Regions from separate parts of the Mus musculus genome. Here all the other regions are linked to region 3. The links are chromatin contacts, called in public Hi-C, HiChIP or PLAC-seq and promoter capture Hi-C maps. All regions are on one chromosome and are shown on one strand. Each heading gives the region's core, a stretch centred on a gene start, on an enhancer-like site or on the middle of the called end of the contact. The rest is flanking DNA. Distances are from core to core; before and after follow the strand shown.

What was found. Promoter capture Hi-C pulls out the DNA fragments that hold promoters and counts their contacts. Hi-C and Micro-C count contacts between places; a contact is called where the count stands out from the background. HiChIP or PLAC-seq counts read pairs in DNA pulled down with a chosen protein or histone mark.
Region 1: a contact with region 3 is called in a promoter capture Hi-C map of embryonic stem cells, with 5 times the contacts expected there. The contact joins the promoter of Igfbp3 here to the enhancer-like site in region 3. A contact is called at or near these places in 15 of 39 promoter capture datasets (the 3T3-L1 cell line, 3T3-L1-derived adipocytes, HPC-7-derived erythroid cells and 6 more), 2 of 15 datasets of contacts at CTCF or cohesin (embryonic stem cells and stem cell-derived epiblast-like cells), 13 of 484 Hi-C or Micro-C datasets (the 3T3-L1 cell line, the AtT-20 cell line, adipose-derived mesenchymal stem cells and 7 more), 12 of 115 datasets of contacts at active chromatin or transcription factors (embryonic stem cells, epiblast stem cells, fibro-adipogenic progenitors and 1 more) and 1 of 9 other capture datasets (adipose tissue).
Region 2: a Hi-C map of uterus shows a contact between it and region 3, with 1.5 times the contacts expected there. The contact joins two enhancer-like sites. A contact is called at or near these places in 5 of 484 Hi-C or Micro-C datasets (Sertoli cells, embryonic fibroblasts, uterus and 1 more) and 1 of 115 datasets of contacts at active chromatin or transcription factors (embryonic stem cells).
Region 4: a contact with region 3 is called in a FOXA1 HiChIP or PLAC-seq map of pancreatic cancer cells. The contact joins two enhancer-like sites. A contact is called at or near these places in 1 of 15 datasets of contacts at CTCF or cohesin (the NIH/3T3 cell line), 3 of 484 Hi-C or Micro-C datasets (the AtT-20 cell line, cerebellar granule neurons and nephron progenitors), 3 of 115 datasets of contacts at active chromatin or transcription factors (embryonic stem cells and pancreatic cancer cells) and 1 of 9 other capture datasets (embryonic stem cells).

What each region holds. Positions count from the first base shown.
Region 1 is chr11:7,212,566-7,215,271 of GRCm38.p6, forward strand. It overlaps Igfbp3 (insulin-like growth factor binding protein 3), which reads right to left and starts at 1,358. Exons shown (of 5, transcript NM_008343.2): 1 at 820-1,358. The coding sequence starts at 1,225.
Region 2 is chr11:7,560,217-7,563,027 of GRCm38.p6, forward strand. No RefSeq gene overlaps it. Among named protein-coding and RNA genes, the nearest start is that of Gm36720, 130 kb to the left of the region's middle. Within about 2 kb of position 1,390, at least 17 of the 459 cell types and tissues checked have an H3K27ac peak or open chromatin away from gene starts, as enhancers often do. A contact at or near this core is called in uterus, where this site is marked.
Region 3 is chr11:7,422,360-7,425,214 of GRCm38.p6, forward strand. It overlaps Gm36653 (a long non-coding RNA gene), which reads left to right. Exons shown (of 4, transcript XR_381034.2): 3 at 126-239; 4 at 921-973. Among named protein-coding and RNA genes, the nearest start is that of Gm36720, 5.1 kb to the right of the region's middle. Within about 2 kb of position 1,527, at least 105 of the 459 cell types and tissues checked have an H3K27ac peak or open chromatin away from gene starts, as enhancers often do. A contact at or near this core is called in the AtT-20 cell line, the NIH/3T3 cell line, adipose-derived mesenchymal stem cells and 8 more, where this site is marked.
Region 4 is chr11:7,236,593-7,239,652 of GRCm38.p6, forward strand. It overlaps Gm36565 (a long non-coding RNA gene), which reads left to right. Exons shown (of 5, transcript XR_872239.3): 3 at 1,328-1,433. Among named protein-coding and RNA genes, the nearest start is that of Gm36565, 21 kb to the left of the region's middle. Within about 2 kb of position 1,294, at least 57 of the 459 cell types and tissues checked have an H3K27ac peak or open chromatin away from gene starts, as enhancers often do. A contact at or near this core is called in the NIH/3T3 cell line and pancreatic cancer cells, where this site is marked.

The DNA.
Region 1 (2,706 bases), core at 108-2,607, 210 kb before region 3:
CTGCTGCTGCTGCACCTAGGTCGAATTAGAAAGAGTAACATTCCTGGGTCGTACTTCGCATTTCTAGTCTCTGCTTTGGCAGGGAACCGGCCTGAGTCTGCATCCTCTGCACCAAATGCAGTCTCTGAATCTGGAAGGCGCTGCTGCAGAGCATAGGATGGCGCCTATGGGGCCCGAACCGGGCTCAAACCTTTTTGCAGCTCCTGGTGACACTGAGCAGTTTTGAACTTTAGGTTTCACAGTTTCAAAGACACCAGTGCTCTTAATTTCATCTCGTTAGTTTTTGGATAAATTGGGACACAATCCTGCGTTGCCAATTAGCCCGTGCAAATGATAGGATGTTTCAAGACAGGTACTGTTTCCAACAGCGTGGCTGCCTGCAAATACCTTCATGGTCCGGATCCAACCCGGGATTCCTACACTCAAGCTTCCCTGGGATAGACGCGCTCCTTCCCAATTTATGAGGAATGAAAACCCAGGTCAACAGCTGGGTTACACAGACCTAAACCTGGGTATCCCCGCTCAGCGAGGAGACTCTCCAGTGACTGGGATCTGTCCACTGGCAGTCTCCCTTGCTACCCGCTCGTCCTGGCACTGAATTCTACCTATTTTCACAGAGCGCATTTTGCAACTTATAAGAAAAGCTGTACTTTGAGAACCAAGCAAGAGGAAAAATGGGTTCAGTGCCTCACTCCGCCTCCCAGGGTCCATTTTCCAACCTTCAATATGAGCCAAGACAAACATCTGAAGATACACTCCCTGCCACCCTCGTCGGGTCCCAGGGAGTTGCGCGTGGCGCACGTGGCAGGGACAGCTTACCTGGAGCAGGTTGGGAGGGGAGGTAGGTGCTTAGGCTGCCTGCAGCGCTGGCGTTGGCGCAGAACCCGCGGCCATTCAGCAGCGCCCTCAGCGGGTACTGCTCCGCGGGCCGCGGCTGGCAGCGGAGGCCGGTGCCACAGCGCTCCGTGTAGACGCCGCACGCGTCGCCTTCGCGCAGCGCGCAAGTCAGGCAGCAGCCGCAGCCGGGCTCTCGCACCAGCTCCGTGCACGCGGGCGCGGTGGGCGGAGGCGCGCACTGGGACAGCGCACGCGCGTCGCACGGTTCGCAGCGCACCACGGGGCCCGCGCCCACCGCGCCCGCGCCAGCTCGCGCCACCGGCGGTCCGCGGAGCAGAGTGAGGGCAGTGAGCGCAGCCGCCCAGAGCGCGGGGCGCGCGGGATGCATGGCGCCGGGTGGACGGCTCGGTGGAGGGGAGCGGAGTGGAGCACGCGGGATGAGGCGGCGGGATGAGGCGGCGGGATGGGAGCAGCGAGCAAGCAGGTCCTCAGCGCCCAGTCGCCGCTCTAAGCTCGCATCTGGGCAGCCCGGGCGCGCAGGCCGATATATAGAAGCCGGGGTGGCGGAGGACACGCCCCGGAACGGCGAGGGTGGGGGGTGGGCCGGCGCAGGCTCCGCTCCGGGGCCCGCGCCTCCCGACGAAGCGGGAACGAGGACGGGGGCGCGCTGCGCGCGTCTTCACCGGGCACCTGCTCTCTGTGCGCACGCCCTGTATCAGGGCCACCTCTTCACGGGTAACCACAGGCGCTCCAGGCCACCTTGCGTCTCTAGAGTCCCAGCCACTCCAGGGACTCTGGTCTTCTCTTCCTTCAATGACTCCCAGCCAATTTGGCGTCCCGGACCCTATAGCCCCTCCCCCTGGATGGCTGGCTAAGCTGGCCTTTCCAGGGATGGTTTATGTTTGGGAAGCTGGCCCGGACCCATTCAGCGCCTGTGTACTTTGTAAAGTTCCCGCAATGGAATTCCTCGTGTAGGGTATGCTGTATTAGGCATTTCCCAGCGAGAACGCGCAGATCACTTTGAGGTCTGGAGAACCTTAGAGCTCGAGGTTTAAATCTGCACCACGGGCCACTTTAGCTCCCAGAGTCTCAGCACCGCACAACCTCACGCTGACAGCTATGGGCGCAAAGGATTTGCTTTTCAAGGAGGTAGGGACTCAAAATACTCAAATACGTCGTTGCACTTTCCCAGATAGGAGTGAGGACAGTTTTTTTCTTTTTAAAGATGAGAAGTTCCTCTAGTTCTTGTTTGGGAGAATCTTTTTAGCGGACGCATCTGCGTTAAAATAACTACTGAGACACTGAAGCATGCATGATTAGTAGCCAAGCAGCCCTTAAAATGAATACTGTTCACAACGAGTTTTAGTCATCGTTGGACCCCTATACCAACTTCTGATGTGCTCCAGTGCAGACTGGAGTTCTTGCTAATCCGTTCATTCTGACTTGAAATCCAGGCGCAATAGCGCAGCTATTGAGTTCTTTTGTACGAGTCTCTCCAAAGTCTGCACGCTCCTCCTATAGGTGACCAACAGAGGACGCTGGTGGTCCAGAATTGAATCGACAGACTTCGCGGTTTATTTATTTATTTAAAACAATTCGTGGATGAGTGGTGGGAACTTGAGAGACCGACTTGGAAGGAGACTTTCCTGGATACTCTTGAGTTGTTTACCATAGGCTGGGGAGATTGTCTTTGGGGAGATCTGTGCAATTTTATGCAGGAAGCAAATTAAGACGACTTCCCCCACATATCCCTCCGTCTATCATGTATATCTTATCTGGTGAAGTGGACATTCATCCACCCGTGTGTCTTTACATCTCCCTGTATCTGTGGCTCTCTCTACAAATTTATATCCCCTTTAAAAAAATTAT
Region 2 (2,811 bases), core at 140-2,639, 140 kb after region 3:
CATAGGATGCAAGTAGGATACTTAAGGGTGAATGGACTGACCCATATGTGATCTAACTGGGGACTCCAGGATTAAGTTCAGAACATGAAGCCACAGAGTCAGCTTGTGCACACGATCTACATCAGCAGTGTGTTCCATAAGACAGAAGTCTTCCTTCAGAAGCAACACATGCTGAAACCATTCTCTCTTACCTCCCCTGGTGGAAAGCAGAAACTGCATTTTCTCATGTACAACTCTTGTTCTAATGCGTGACATTGAACGTGGACTAACTTAACAGGTCAGAGAGATATACTCTGTTCATTTTTAATGGTCCTAAATGGCTCAGTCTCTGCTACCTCTCCCACAGAGGATGGATAGAGTCTCAGGGAGTGATTTCATGGTGTCTGTCCAGGCTGATGATACACTGCAAGTGAGGAGTGTGTTTTGGGCCAATCTTTTCATTCCCTCAAAGGAAGCCACATCAAAATTTCAAGCCAGTCAACCTATGTTGCCTCTGAAAGTGAAGCTTGTGTTTGCTGTGCAGAGAGCTATCTTATAAGCTTCCATCAGAAGGGTTTTTAGAAGACACACAACAGAACAGTGTTGAATCTTCACAGTTCCTGCAACTAACCATTGATGGTGAATCTACTTGCTTTGACATCTCTCAATATATCATAGTCTACTTACATCATAGAAACTGGGATTTTTGAGTTGTAATTTGAGAATCTTATTTTTAATGCTTAGTTAGAAAAAGTCTCTTTTAAATACAGCCTCTACATACAAATGTAATAAATAAATACGCATTTATGTGATAATAACTACCAATTCACAAAAGAGAGCTTATTCTTTCATGTGTCCAGTGATATTCGGAAGGACAGCTGCTTCCTTTTACTTTTATTAGTTTTAGCTCTTGGGAAATAAACACCCTCATAGAAGCAGGGCCTGGGGGTTGGATAGGGGGTTTGTGCAGGGGAAACCAGGAAGGGGAATAACATTTGAAATGTAAATAAATAAAATAACCAATAAAAATTAAAAACAAGCAAGCAAACAAACAGAAGAGAAATAAAAACTTCCAAATGAAAGTTTGGTGTGAGATTCTTGGTCTTTCTTATCTTAGTATATGAAATATTTGCATGTGGATCACTTCCAGACAATATATTTCTTTTGTCTTTGCAAGGATACTTGCAAAACCTTAACTTCAATAAGAAAAAACAAAACAAACAAAACCCCCAACACCTTTACTTTCAGTTCTTTCTGTGTGCCTGTTAGTCCCCCACAGGTTTCAACAAAGCCTCAAGTAATTGTAGTGTTGATTGACAAATATCCCATGAGGACTAGCTAAGCTCCCCACCCTGCCAGCCCTGAGTCTGGCTGTGGTGATGAGTTACTCAGAAACACAGCATATGGGCTTTAGCAGTTCTTAGGATTTCCCTGAGGGAACTTTGAGAGCAGGTGAACTAGTAGGGTGTGACAGTTCTGTCAGCACAGGTGACTCAGCATTAAATCACCTGCCCTGACGTAATCCCCTGACTTCTGAGAGGTCCCTAAATTATTCATGCCTCTAAGCAAGCAATTCCAGGAGATACTCCTGACCTAACATGTCAGCAGGATACATGACTATCAAGACCCTGTGTTCTGTTTGTAGGTTTTTGGGAGTGCATGATGTGAAAAAGAGTCTTCTGGACATGAATTTGTTTTTGTTTTGTTTTGTTTGTTTGTTTGTTTTTTTCTTTTTAAATTACTCTTTGGAGCATCATTTAGAGAAGAAAAACCTCTAACCAATTATCATGCATAACAAACACTAAATTGGTATCCCCAATGGAATGGGCACAAAGGGTCAGATAATGAATCATGCATAGGGAACAGAAGGGAAGAAAGTAAGATCAGGTCCAGTGGGATGAGAACATTCACCCTTGGCTCCCCTGTCGCTGAGTGAACACTTGGTGGCACTCTGGGGAGGTTTAGGAGATTCATGAAGCCTTCCAGAAGGAAGGATATAACTAAGGGTAGGCTTTGAGAGTTTAATGACTCTGCCCTACTTTCAGTTTCCCTCTCCATCTCCTCTCTCCCCTCCCCCTCCTTCTCCCTCTGCTTAAGCCACATGCCTGTGGTTTAATATGCGAGCTCTCAAACATCTGCCCCAGCCACCAAGACTGGTCCTTGTTACCTTCCCTGAGCTCCACCATCATGGTGTTCTAGAACTCTAAACTCTTTCTCAAGTTGTCCTTGATCCTGGTGTTTTATTAAAGCACAAGGAAAGGAACTAATACAGCACGGAGCTAGAACTGTATTTGATTATTTAGGAAAGGGCATTTTAATACCTACTTAACATTTTAAGTAGATATGAGGAATTAAGGAGGTTACTGAAATCAATAGAGAAGCAACATACTAAAAATTCTAAGAGGCTTCTTGGGGAGATTCAGGTCACCATGACAATCTGGAATGGGCCTTATTTATTTATCTATTTATTTATTTATTATATGTAAGTACACTGTAGTTGTCTTCAGACACACCAGAAGAGAGCCTCAGATCTTGTTACGGATGGTTGTGAGCCACCATGTGGTTGCTGGGACTTGAACACTGGACCTTTGGAAGAGCAGTCGGGTACTCTTACCCACTGAGCCATCTCACCAGCCCCCTGGAATGGGCCTCTTAGTGGAGGACTCAGTAGTCTTTTTTAACTCTTCCCAAAGATCCCTGTCTCTTGATTATCATTCATCCCCTGGAGCTTGCTTCCCAATGACTTATATAGTCAACTAAAGTACACAAAAAGCCATAGAATGCACATGATGTTTCTGTCTTGCTCAAGACTCTCTTTTGTCTTCTTAGTTC
Region 3 (2,855 bases), core at 277-2,776:
CTTTAATAATGTTTTCTTTTGATCATTTCTTTGATGCAAGAATCAGTTTTCATTAAATAAAATAATGGTATTTTCAGTTTGCACAGTCATTTTGTTGGAGGGATTTTTTTTTTTTTTTTTTTTAGGACTAAAGAACAAGAAGTGAAAAAGAAGTCCAGTCAAGCAGCTCGCACCTGTAGCTCCACACTTGGGAGGCAGAGGCCGAAGGATTGCTGCGAGTGTGAGATTAACCTTCCACGGTGAGTTCCAAGCCAGCAAGAGCTACATAGAATGACCTTATCTTCAAAACCAAAAAGCAACAATGACAGGAGAGACAGACAGAGACAGAGACACAGAGAGGCATACTTCACTTCATGGCTTACATAAATAGCAAATAAGAATTTGGGGATTTTTACCTTCCTAGAATTAAAGTGATTTCACAGCTTCAAATAAACAAAACTGAAGATTCCTTCAACCAAAATGGTAAAAGAGTCAGGAGTTGTAAAGGCAGAGAACTATACATCTCAGTTTGCTGATAGTCACAGTTAATGCCAATCTCAACAGGACTATTTGTTTCATGACATTTACTTTGGTAACGATAGACACTGATACACTCTCAGAGAGACAATTGTCTATGTTTTCTCTCATCTGAGGTTCTGGGTAAATAAAATCATGTTTGTAACTATGTATGAAATAAAAATAGAAATAAAACTGCCTAAGGGAACAAAGTAGACTAAAGAGAGGGGAGAGAAGGTGAGGGCAGTGGGATACAGGGTGAAGACATACATATCCAGAATTTCTTAAAAATAAACTACACACACACACACACACACACACACACACACACGAATGAGGAACACAGGTACTAACTGAGTAGCAATGTGTAAAATTCAGGGATGTCAGCCAGACCTCTTCATGTAATGGCATGTGCTTTGTTTCAGCATTGAATCAGAACCCGATGCCTTTCTACAAACACCAGCAGAAACTACGCGAGCATCCTTTTCGTGTAAAGCAGAGCAGGTTCCTTTTCATTAGCTCTTAACTCATCAGGAGTCTGCGGACAGTCCTGTTCTCTCTTGGGACTCGTTGGGAACACTGTATTCACAAGGGGGCCCCTTTAAAGGGAGCCTTTCACACTGGAGAGCAGAAAGCAGGGGCAGCGCCAGGCTTCTAAGTTTTCTGCACTGGGTTGTGTGCACCTTGGGTTGTGCAAAAGGCAGAGCCCTCTGCCTTGGATAACCCACACAATGTAGATAGAGCTATCCTGATGCTAATGACTGCAGTAAACTCAGTTCTCGGCACTTACATTTCTATCTCGGTTTCTCCCCGGGAGTAGACGCCTGATTAACTGGGTGGCTCCCGCTGAATGCTGAGTGATTAGCATATCCCCAGGAGCTTTTGCACAGAACAGGGTTGGATGTGGGCCTCCTGATTGACCTCTTGTAGCACAGTGACTCAGCAGTCACAAGGCACCTCTCCTACTGCATTCCACAAAGTGCAAGGAGGATTCAAGAATTACTGGGCGACTCAGGGGTATTTTCCAGTCTGCACAGCATCACTGTTGAAACTTGTGGGTTCCATCTTGGCCTGGATTAGCTATGACACAGAGCTATGACTTACTGCCCAGAGTGATGTGTGTGTTACCCACAGCTTCAGGTAGGAGTCAGCCTGACTCAGGCCTTGGCAGGTGCCAGGATCTCTCTGCTCCTGTCTATGCAGCAACTGGCAATTTAGCAGCAGTGCCAGAAGAGATACGCTATCTGAGAACATTAGGGGACCTGTCACTTCTCACAGCTCAGGGTTGCTGGAGGATGGAGTTGTTGACCCTGATCAAAAACACCTGCCGCTCCTTCAGTTCAGTTCCTCTGAGGTGAAGGTGAGTCACAGAGAAGTTTCAGGTTTCAGCTGGTGAGGGATCACGCAGGCATCAGGCGTCATCTCCCAGAGCTGAAAGAGACCTGGGGCACCAGAATGCAAATCTTTCCAGATGTCAGCATCCCTCTGTGGCATCTTGCCAGGCCGTGCCTCCATGCTTACTTTAAACATAGGTGCAGAGCCTGATAAAACTGTAGCTGATGGTGATTTACCACCAATTCAACTCTAGGGTACCTCATAGATGTAGAGTCTAGAATTGGTGATGCAACCATGGGTTCCCACCTGGTGCCTGTGACTTATCTGAGAAGTCCACTACATGGTTCATGTTTATCCACCTTATGGCCAGAGTGGCCAGAGGGAGCAAATGTCCTAGTTTTTGTTGTACCCTCTACTTAGGTGTGGTTGATGTGTAAGAGCTACACACTGCCTTCCCAGTGTCCTAAATACCCTCTCAGAGAAAGAAAACATGATTCCTTCTGGGTGGAAAGGAAGGTATATGTTTTTCGAGTCACACATGCCCCTTTGCCTGAGTTTCTTCAATTGTGGACCAGTTTTGACATCCGGGCTTGTCCTTGGTCAATTCTCTAAGAGGAGACCTATGGGATAAGAGATTTCACAAGACCTTGTTCTCAGAGGAAATCAGTAAAGAACTTAAAGAGGGTAGCAAGATGGGTCAAGCAAAATTCAGTCAAAGATGCAGACCAATGATCCAGGGGAAACTGGGACGGAACACAGTCAGCACGGGTTGGCTCTCAGTGCAAGAAACTGGGCTCCTGTGTCTTCATGGAGTCAGGCTTGTCCTTGGTCAGTTGTCTAAGAGCAGACCAATGGGATAAGAGATTTCACAAGGATTTGTTCTGAGAGGAAATTAGTAAAGGAAGACCAGGAAATTCAAAGACCTGAATCCCTGGTCCTCTGCCTCAGATAGGAAAGGGTTCCAGCAGTAGATGGACCTGACAGTTTCCCAAGCCATTAGCATTTACCTCAGACTCTCTGTGTCC
Region 4 (3,060 bases), core at 44-2,543, 190 kb before region 3:
AAATGGGACCCCTGAGATTTGTGGGTTTATAGGAGATGTAGAGTGAGATTAGGCTGTGTGGCTAGAGACTGCCAGTGTGGAATCAAACATTTCCTAGGGCCTACAAAACTCAGCTTTGTGACCCCATTGGAATAATGTGTGAGAAGGAAACCAGCCCAGAACAAAATCCTTGGTTCCCTTCCTTGCCTCCAGAAGAGCATCAGTTCCTTTAGTTTTTTCAGTTTCACAGGCCTTTAATTGTTACCTCCAGCCATGGCAGTTTCCAGCATGAAGCAGAGGACCAGGTATAGTACAGTAGTGTTCTGTCCTCCATGAATTTTGTTTGGCAGTGACATGTGGCCTCGGTTCCTCTTTCTTTTGCTCACCTTATGGTCTGACAATGGTCTGACTCTTGATTTCCCCATATACTAAACACAGTCAATACTTATGTTTGACCTGCCAAAGACCAGAGTGAGTAGTATTTCAGGTAAAGAACTTGTCAGACTACTTGGTGGAATAGTGAGAGAGGCCATGGAACAGCATCCCCGAAACAGTAGAGCACAGCAGGTGTGGATGGGTGCATTTGCTCCTTCACTGGACAGGCACCTGTTATTTGGTAAAGAATCCTGAGTTTGAATCAGATGTGCCCTAATGTTAAGGATTTGTAGCTCTGCCTCTGATCTCAGGGAAGGATGCCTCTTCTTCATCCCCTTCTTCCCCTTCTCCCTCTCCCCCTCCCCTCCCTCTCCCTCTCCCCCTCCCCTCCCTCTCCCTCTCCCCCTCCTCTCCCTCTTCCTCTTCCCCTCCCCCTCTTCCTCTTCCCCTCCCCCTCCCCCCATCCTCTCCCCTATCCTTCCCCCTCTCCTCCTCCCTCTCCCCCATTTCTCTCCCCCTCCCCCTTTCTCTCCTCTTCCCCCTCCCCTCCCCTCCCCTCTCCCCCTCCCCTCCCCTCCTCCTCCTCCTTCATGAAATGTGTCTGTGGGGATCTCTCTTTAATCTTCCAGATCCAGGGGCCATCACAGTAGTGATGTAAGATTTGTCTACAAGAGTGATTTTATCAGACATTACAGGGGTCCATCATCATCAGGCCTGTTGGGATCACTGTATTGCCTTGAGACTGGTTAGTGGGTTGTAGCACTCCCTCTTTTATGATGCTTTGTTCTGGCTCTTAAATCCCCATCAAAACCTGCTCCTGCAGCTGAAGTGGTTAGTTCTGAGTTGGCATCACAGGGTTAATGTAGGTCTGTTCCACAGTGAATGAAAGCAGTGTGAGTCAGCTCTCAGACATCCTCTCCGTCCTTCTGCACTTTAGCAGTTTCTGATATTCTATTTCCTCACTTTGTTTCAGAAACAGAGAATGTTGATTCACCATGCAGTAGAACACGTCTGACGCGTCAATATCTGAATGGCCTGTGACAGTGTGGTTGTCTTGGCAATAGCAGTGACCACCCACGGTAAACATCTGGAGGGCGAAGTGAGACTCACCCAAATGGATAGGTTTTGACTGGAATTGCAAGCAGGTCAAGGCTAGTGCAATAGAGGGAGCACACGTAGATAGACATGGATACATGGTCAGACTCATGGAGGGACTTGATTGTGGGCAAGTTCAGAGCAATCTTAGGCTCAGTGGAAACAGAGACAGTAGTCTAGCCTACCACCAACCTTAATTAAAGTGCTTTAAGACAAAGCATTCAAATCTTTTTCCTGTAGCAATCTACAGGGTTGGAACTAGTTCTTTGGTGCCCTTATTTGCCCTAAGTTCAGCAGGCATAGGGGTTTTGTGGTTATTTTAGTCTTGGCAGCAGGAATGAGGCCCCAGAAGTGGGGTCAGTACTTCTGGGCAATTGCATTGCAGTGCATGTGTCTGTAGCTTGGCCCCTTTTTAGAGGAGGTTGGTCGGTGTTAAGAGAGAGGGAGGAGCAGAACCCTGTCCCTGTGATGGTCACCATCATTTGGGAAGGCTGTATCCACCCTGCATGGTCCCAGTGATCTGGTTAAACTGCAGTGCTAATTGCAGTGAACTGGATGTGGCTCCTTCACTTCGATATCTTCTGTGCTTGGCTTTCTAACTTGGCTGGACTTCTGGAAGTTCCGTAGGAACATGTGCCTTGCTGGGTGGATATGGAAGTGTGTGAGCCGCCATCTTCATTTGGAGCTCTCTGCCAAGTGCTGGAGGACTTTGGAAGGGATCAGCTTTGGTGGGGCTCAAGGGGCTGTTCCAGACTGTCCAGGACCCAGCCCCAAGTTGACAGCTATGAAACCAGGTCCCATGGTGGTTCGAAGGACAACATGTTCACACTGCTCTGTATATCCTCATAGCTGGGCAGCTCTTTCTCGATTGCACTCTGATGGGGTTGTCCACACCGTCCTTGCTTCCTCTGCCTTCTGTGGCCCTCCCTGTGCTGTTTCACTTTTGTGATTCCTTTGTTTCCCCATGTTGGTGTTCAGTAAGAAAATAAAATTGAGGGGTGTTGAAGAGCTGAGGTGTTTGGCACCACAATGGAGGCGAGGGCCCATGGGAGAGCCCCAGATGAGGATGTTGAAAGGCTGTGTGGGCTAGTGGCTCTCCAGGAATCCCGATGAAAGGGGCCCTGAGTTGGGAGCCCTTAGGTTTGCCTCAGTTGATTGGGCAGACATTCAGCACAGCACCCTGCCCCTCTGTGGCCTTTCATGTGAATTAGAAAGAGCCCGCAGAGGCCTGAGTGCCTGACCACTCTGATACAGAGTGAAGTCATTGTTTGCTCAGCCTATCTGCCTTTGTTCATCACATCCTGGTAGCTGAGACAAATTCCGCATTTTCACACATAACCCTGCATTGAAAGGACTATGGGACAAAGAATGAAAGAGTCCCTTTCCTGAGTCTGTTCTGTCTATTTGTAAGTCAGGAGCTGGTGACATAGCCTCTGAAGTCCTTTCCTGGGCCAACACTGAGGAAGTCTGCAAGTTATCCTGACAGTTGCTTTTGTTCCCTTCATGGTCTTCTTGTGCCTTGTCCTGGGCTTGGGTGCCTGTGTCTGCTCACTGATGGGCATCCCCTCCTATCCACATGAGTGTCTAGACACACCCACCCTTAATCACAAC